Regions from separate parts of the Mus musculus genome. Here region 2 is linked to region 1. Evidence: chromatin contacts called from public HiChIP or PLAC-seq data. All regions are on one chromosome and are shown on one strand. Each heading gives the region's core, a stretch centred on a gene start, on an enhancer-like site or on the middle of the called end of the contact. The rest is flanking DNA. Distances are from core to core; before and after follow the strand shown. Region 1 overlaps Arsj (arylsulfatase J). Region 2 has its middle 26 kb from the start of Camk2d.

Region 1 (4,027 bases), core at 690-3,189:
TTCTGCCAGAATCCTAGTCCAATATAATGAATTATAAAGAAGAATTTTTATGATAAAATAAATGGCAAAAGGCTATGTAGAAATTCTCATCTCTTGTAATTATAATGCCAAGTGGGCTTTGAAAAAGTATGCATTAGTTAATGTTTTAATGTTTTTGTTTCTTTTTGTTTTTCTCCCAGGGTCTCTATAATCCTGTCTGGCCTGAAAATTGCTATATAGACTAGGCAGGTTTTGAACTCAGGGAGATCCACTGGCCTCTACTTCCCAAGTTATGGGATTAAAGGTGTGCACCAACATGTGTGGATCAACCAAGGATTTTTAAAAAACCTATTGTTCTTCTAAATAGCTGTACTATAACAAAACCTTATATTATGGAAGTCACAACACCATTTTGCATTCTACCAAGAAAGGCCTGTATTGACACTGTTTCTATAAGACAAAACTTCAGGAAATGCTATATAGCAAAATGGAGCATTACTCTTTAGAAACAAAAATAGTAAAATTAAGCATTTTTTTACTCATCTGGCCCATTTTAGTGCAGTTTCAGCGCTAGCTCGAAGATGCATCCACGGGTTCTCAGAACCACAGAGGGCAGCCTCTGTTTTCTTATATTTGCATGGTAAATGATGCAGGCCCTGCCCAACTCCTCCATCACCCCTGTCTGATGGTGGCTCTTAACCACAGTTCCTGCTGCCTGTGGCTCTTCAAGTGTGGCTTCATGCCTTCTGCATTAAGAGAGAACATGGCCAAGAAAGCTTCATGCCAGGACACTTGCAGCTCCATGGCCCTGTGATTAGCTCCATCATCAGAGCATCATCCTTTAATCCTCTCATGTTCCACAGCAGATCTTAAACTAGGCCTCATATAATCTGTATGTTCCATTTCTATTTTTCCCCTACTCTGTACTATATAAAAGAGCAGGGTCATCATAGATATTATTTATCAATAACAGGACACTGTTCTCAGTGCAGTGACCACATGGGGAGAAATCTCTTCATTTGCAAAATCTTTATTTATGACTATGTTAGTACACTACCTCTTCTAGTGCCTATTTGCAAAGATAGTTGCCTGTTTTTAGGCAAATTATGTATATATTCATAATCATAAGTTCAAGTTTAGCCTGGGCACCTAAAAACAATAAAAAGATTTTTATTTGTCAAAATGAATAATATGATTATTTCTGGATGTCTAAAAATTAAATCAGGAAAGCCACACTAATGCCATAAAATAAATCACTTTAATAATTAACATACATAAATAGTTTATGTTGGAGACAGTAAAGTCAAATCAACTCTGTATAACAACAAATTTACAAAATTTAAAAAATATATTCATCTTCTAACATCTAAATAATGGTAAAATATGATGGCTGTAATTTTTCTGAATGAGTTTCCTCTTATATTTTATGAACAAAAATTTTACAGTAACTTATGGTATTACATAACTTAGTAACCTTAAAGAATTGAAATAAAATTCTAACGTAGAACCTAAAAATAAAATAATTAAAATCACTTGTGTAACTCTTTTGAGAAATAAATTAGGCACTTTATATTGAAATTCTTGTTCTATCAAAGTGTTTGGGACGTAGTTACATTCATTTCTGGCAATGTTCAGACACTATCTGCCGTTTCTTTAAGCAGGATAAGATGAGATACAAGCTGTCCACGAAGAGAAGCAGCTTTTTCTCAGAGAACAGGAGACTGCAATACAAAATAGAATTAGCTTAAAAGCCCAAGTTTCATGTGATACATACTATTTTTTTTTTTATTTAGAAGTACAGCTTTTAGACCTTTGAGAGGATACAACCTCTGACGGCATCAAAAGTCATCTTTTTATCATGTTACCCTGTAATTACCCTGCACTCAAGTACACGGTGGGTCACAGTTCCTCTCGTGATTCAAGGGATTCAAAGCATTCTGTTTGGTCAACTCACTCATGATTCATCACGGTTTACACAGACTAGGGATAAATAAATAACTGTGTCCTCCTCCCTGTGTGGCCTGCAGAAGCATAGCCTTTGGCACACAGGAGGGTAGTTTTGTCCATGTGGTAGCCAGGTACCAGAAGTCTCTGGCACAGAGCAATGTGAAAACAAGCCCGAGGCGGTTGGCCGAGGTATTTCTGAGCCAATTTCTTTGAATTACCTAGAAACCAGGCAGTCTAAGTTTAACCAAGGCAGAAAGTTTTGCATTTAGCCAGTGGCAACACTTGGGTGGCATTTTATTGAGGAGTGAGCTGCCAACTGCTTCCTCATCCTTGCCTTACTTTTTTTCTTTTGCATTTTCTTAGCCTTGGTTTTGTTTGACTTCTTTTTCTTGTTTTCCTCTTTATACCACGGACCCCAGACTCCTCCGTTGAGCCTAGGGTTGCTTCTGGGATCCTTCGGGGGGTACCTGACAGGCACGGCAGTCTTGTTGAATTGTGACAGTCTCCGCAGCAGCTTCTTCACGATGCCTGGATACCTGCTGGATAGGTCCACCCTCTCATACGGATCAGCCGTGATGTTGAAAAGCCAGATACTCTTGCCAGTTGACAAGGTAATCCTTTCATTGTGCCACCGGTTTGGGCCCAGATTGCTGAAAGCCTGAGGGGGGACCCAGTCACTGTAGCCAGGATTGCCTGTGAGCAGTTTCCAGTGTTGTACCCGGATGGCCGACTGGATTGCAGTGTTCCAGATCCCATAGCCTGCTGCCCAGGAGCCATTTTTCGCCTTGGTGTAAATGGGGTCAATGTTGTGCAAAATATCCACTCGGGGTGAACGAAGACCTTCGCTTATGGTCTCCCAGATATCGTATCCATCTAGCTGAATGTCTTCATCAATCTGTCCTTCAGCCAGTGAAATCAAGGTTGGGTACCAATCGGTGATGTGCACAAGTTCCTTACATACCGTTCCCTTGTTTTTTAGAAGTGGGCTATGCACAAAGCCAACTGCCCGGATGCCTCCTTCCCAATATGTTCCTTTGCTGCCTCTGAGTGGCCAGTTACTTCCTCCTGCTGTGGGCTGCCCACCATTATCTGAGGAGTAAATGATAATGCTATTGTTATAGAAACCATACCTCTTTAGGGCCAGGGTCACATTGTGGATTGCTTCATCCAAGCAGGAGAGCATGGCTGCGTACCTCCTCCTGTTTATGTTGATAATGGATCTGTAGTGTTCAAAGTACCTGCCAGGGGCTTGAAGTGGTGAGTGGACAGCTTGGTAAGCCACATATAAAAATAGAGGTTTTGTGGGATCATGGGTGGCTAAGATTTGCTGCACTCTCTGCGTGTACATCTGTGTTGAATAGATGCCATTGTCATAGTCCCAAGCTGCATTGTCGTTTTCGTACAAGTCATAGCCACACACCCCAGGACTGTCACATTTGTAGTGTGTATAATAATCACCACTTCCCAAAAGAGAGCCAAAAAAGGTATCAAATCCTCTCTTGGTGGGCATGCAGTCTTTTCTGTAAAATCCCAAGTGCCACTTCCCAACCATATGGGTTGAATAGCCGACCTCCTTTAGCTTCTGAGGTAGGGTTGCATTGTCCAGAGGTAGACAGTTGGGTTGGGTAGGTCTAATGATAGAATGCTGAAGTCCCGTGTGTATCTGATACCTTTGAGGAAAGAGTAAACATTTTGTCAAGGCAGGATAAAAGAGACATTCTTCATACAAATGATTCTTAAGTTAAATAAAGTTTCTGTCAAGATCAACTCAACCCTAAATTAAATATAATCAATTGAGTAGCTCTATTCTATTTCCAAAGTTTTAAGTGGCTTCATGTTTAACAGTTGAAGAGAATTTTCAATACTTAGGAAAGTAAGATTTACCCCTTATCTCAAAGTCTTTCAAAAATCCTTATAAAATTTAATTAAAATAAATGTAGTGTTTTAATTACATGACAGAGTGCTACTAATATAGAGAATAATTCACAGAATTAGAGCATTCACACTAGCTTCTGAATCATATCCTGAGATTATGTATCTCAAACTAACACCAGTGTTCTAGAACACAGGCAGAAATAAGCAAAAATCCCTGGGGTAGCTT
Region 2 (3,811 bases), core at 499-2,998, 130 kb before region 1:
GTATGTTGGCTCACTCACTGGATGATGTTCAGCTGGCTTTCTTATACAGCCCAGAGTCCAAGGCTATCTGCCTAGGGATGGTACCACCCATGATGGGCTGGGAACTCATAAATTGATTAGCAGTTAAGACAACTTCCCATAAACATGCTCACAGGCTAACCTGATATAGAAAATTCCTCAGTTGGAGTTCACTCTTCCCAGGTGATTTTAGGTTGCATCATGTTGACAATAAAGGCTACCCAGCACATCATGTAAGTTTAAAGACCTGATTTTGAATTCCCAAAACCTGTGTATATAAGCCAGATGGGTGAGTTTGAATACCTATTCCTGGAGGCAGAGACAGCAAAAAATGACTTAAGAGTCCCTGGCTCTAACAAGGTGGTAGGTGAGAAACAACACTCTTACTTTTATATGCATATCATAGCTCAAGTGTGCCAGTGCAAACAAATGCCCATTATATATGTATACCCACACACGCAATTAGAGGTAACAAATGTAGAAGAAAAATATTCCAAAGGAAAGGAATGATGGATGAAAGCATAATTTTAGCCATTGTTTTTGACAAGGTATTATTCATGGGTAAGTCTATTAAGCATAATTATGTAAATGATCCCCAAAGTATAAATAGTCTTTGGCAATGTTTAACCACTCATATGTGGGGACCAGTTAAGAGTGGTTTGGATTTTACCAGAACTTCTATTTTTGCCATGGAATAATAATTAAGAAAGGTGAAAGGGAATTATAACATCTGGGCAAAGTTGGGGTAAGTATGTTCAAAATACACTGTACATGTATGAATATTCAGAGAAGAAATCAACAGTACTAAAAACAGTTATATAGTAGAAGTATAGAGCAACATAGGTATGGTGACACATAGAGACATAGGGTTGATAAGCTTAATGAGCCAGTGAACCAAATGTCATATTGGAACAAGTAGGCTTAAAGAAGTAGAGATGGCAGAATGAAATGTTTGGAATCAAAACTCAGAGATAGTACAGGGTGTGACCTGGTATGACATGAGTGGGTCATGGAGAGCAATATGGATAAAACCACAGACACTGTGGAGACAAAGGGATTTGGAAAGTGACATCTTAGGTCACATGGTTGTATTTGGAAGCTGATAGACTGACAATACAAAAGGCACAAGAGAGTGAGGGGGCATTGTAGATCTTGCAGCTCTTTCTCCAGCAGCATGTCTGCCTGGACACTGCCACTCTCCCTACCATGACCATAATGGATTAAAGTTTTGAAACTGTAAGCCATCCCTGATTAAATATTTTCCTTTGTAAGAGTTACCCTGGTTTATGGGGTCTCTTCACAGCAATGCAAACCCTAAGACAGAAGTGGAGAGAAGAATGGGGGTCAACATATGTGAAACTGAGTTCCTTGAGAAACTAGGTTTCTGATGATGCTACCCGTGAGCCGGTATTGAAGCACTGTGAGTTTTGCTTTGGAAATCACAGAACACTCTTGTGCAGTGGTCTAGTGTAGTTGATCACTCCTGCAGCTGGAGCTAGAGTAGCAGGGAGGAGGTGGTCTCAACCTTGAGATGTCAGAACAAAGGAAGTGTAGAAGTCTCAGTCTCAGTGTAAATAGCTAGAGAATGACTGTTACCCAGCAACCTCTCCTTTCTATCAAGAGCCTTTTCAGTGATGCTGGTAATTGGAAAATCTCCCACAGAAGATTTTGATTACTCATCTTTGGTGAGTAACTGAACCAATACCACATCAGCTATATGAGCGTCATTGCTAGTTGTTGACAACTTCTGATGAGTAAGCATTGTGGTATGTATGTAAACTGGCCACATAGTTGCTATCTTAAATTTTGCTCTTGTTTCCATTCCAAAAGACATGAGTGCCATTGAAACTGTAGAATATATGAAGAAAACATATTTTATTAATTCTATTGTATTCATTATTTATTTGTTTTTATTTTATGTGTATGGGTAGTTTTACTGCTTGTATGTCTGTGTACCATGTGCATAGAGTTCCTGCAGAGGCCAAAACAAGCTGTCATATCCCCGGAATTAGGATTATAGTTGATTGTGAATCACCATGTTAGCACTAGGAAATGAACCCTGGTCCTTAGGAAGAGCAACAAGTTAATCACTGAGCCATCTCGCCCATATTATTTTTTAAAATAACTATTAAAACAAAGATGTCTTTCTTTAATTAAAGAGAAAAAAGGGCTTAGATATGGTCCAATTGTATTTTGGGTTGTAGACAAAATATGGAAAGTATACTGTTTAATTATAAACTTGTTTATGAATAGGCAAATGACTGTAAATGCTAATTCTACACAATCAGAAATAAATATGCAAATGCCTTTAAGTGTCATGACGTTTACAGAAAATTTGAAATAAGCAGTCAAGTTAGAAGCTCGACTCTGCCTTTATGTACTTAAAGTTATAACACTTTTTTTTCCATGAGACAAACTAAGTTCATGTGCTTTTAACTTGGCAACAATCTCCTTACCTAGAGAAAGATGCCATGGACGAGCAAAGGCCATGCTAAATTCACCTGAAGCAAAACCCTAGAGGATCACCAATCTCACCCATCTTTTCTCATCTGCAGAGGGGATCATACCAAGCTCTTTCCCTATACAGGGTCTGGTAGTCAGCTCTTTGACCTTCTGGAGGAAGAAAACATGTGCAAATCTTCAAGTCCTAGAAACAACAAAGAATTCTACTTGTTTATCTCCCAGAACATTGGCGGGAGTATCGTGTTCAGTCCTGACAAACAAAGGCATCCTAAAGAGTGATGAAAGTACTCAGCGCCTAGCATCAGTCATGTGACAGTACAATGGTTGTCGCTGGGCTACAAGTAGAAATAACAGCAGCCGCAGCATGTTCGTGGAATTAGAAATGTTTCTAGGCTTTATATAGAATAAATAAATATACAGTTTTATTTAATGAACTCGATTGAAGTGTCCAGTTAAGCAAAATGATTCAATGATATGACTAAAGCCCATAAAACAATGTTTTGAATTCCATAGCTCGATGGTCCTCATTCGGATAGTCAGAAAAATGGTAAATCTTCACTCCATTTGTAACTACATAAGCATCTTGGGGTTTGCAGAAAAACAGGGCAGTGGTAGGTTGATTATAAATTAAGTGGCTCTCCGAGAGGCCAGGCTGATCAAATTAGTATTTAAGTATGTGGGTAAGAATGTCTAAAAGAACTGTAGTTACTGCTCATTGCCTAATCTGCTCAAACTGCTGGACTCTCAACCTTCAGCTATACTTAGCTTAACTGTTTGAATAGTCCATAATTGCAGTGCAGAGAAATCAGATGAGGCAAACATGCAACATAACAGCTAGACACAGCTCAGTAGAATTCATTTTGTTGAGAATTATGAGTTTGCAGAGAAAACAGGAAGGAGAGTTGCAGGCTATCCACAGGTTGTTATTAAACCTATCAACAATAATCTCGTAAATTCGTTGTCTACCTTGAATTTTAGTTGTGGAATCTGTGGGGCTCCTGGTGTGGGAAATAAAGGGGTGGGAGAGGATTTGAGTCCCACCAGAGTTCCAGTGCTCTGAGTGGGTGGACCCGGGGGAATGGCGCATGCTCTCTATGAGACCCCGGGTGGGTGTTTGGCTGTGGGAAGTCACAGAACCCCTGTCCTCTGGGGTAGAGAGGAAGCAATTCGGGGTCTCTGGACCTTACGGAGGCCAGAGATGACCGGTTCTCAGTCTTACCGTGGGGATGAGAGAGTCTTGGCTAGCTCAGGCTGCTAGTTCGGCGGGTGGCTTGGGTTGGCTGGTGGCTGGAGCTGGAGCACAGGAAAGCCTTCTGGGGGTTAGACTTGG

The links. HiChIP or PLAC-seq counts read pairs in DNA pulled down with a chosen protein or histone mark.
Region 2: a contact with region 1 is called in an HNF4G HiChIP or PLAC-seq map of pancreatic cancer cells. The contact joins two enhancer-like sites. A contact is called at or near these places in 2 of 39 promoter capture datasets (both in the C10 cell line), 2 of 484 Hi-C or Micro-C datasets (the C10 cell line and pancreatic cancer cells) and 2 of 115 datasets of contacts at active chromatin or transcription factors (large pre-B cells and pancreatic cancer cells).

The regions. Positions count from the first base shown.
Region 1 is chr3:126,437,568-126,441,594 of GRCm38.p6, reverse strand. Arsj (arylsulfatase J) reads right to left here. Exons shown (of 2, transcript NM_173451.3): 2 at 1,221-3,596. The coding sequence ends at 2,192. Among named protein-coding and RNA genes, the nearest start is that of Gm46823, 29 kb to the left of the region's middle. Within about 2 kb of position 1,939, at least 21 of the 459 cell types and tissues checked have an H3K27ac peak or open chromatin away from gene starts, as enhancers often do. A contact at or near this core is called in pancreatic cancer cells, where this site is marked.
Region 2 is chr3:126,568,723-126,572,533 of GRCm38.p6, reverse strand. No RefSeq gene overlaps it. Among named protein-coding and RNA genes, the nearest start is that of Camk2d, 26 kb to the left of the region's middle. Within about 2 kb of position 1,748, at least 29 of the 459 cell types and tissues checked have an H3K27ac peak or open chromatin away from gene starts, as enhancers often do. A contact at or near this core is called in pancreatic cancer cells, where this site is marked.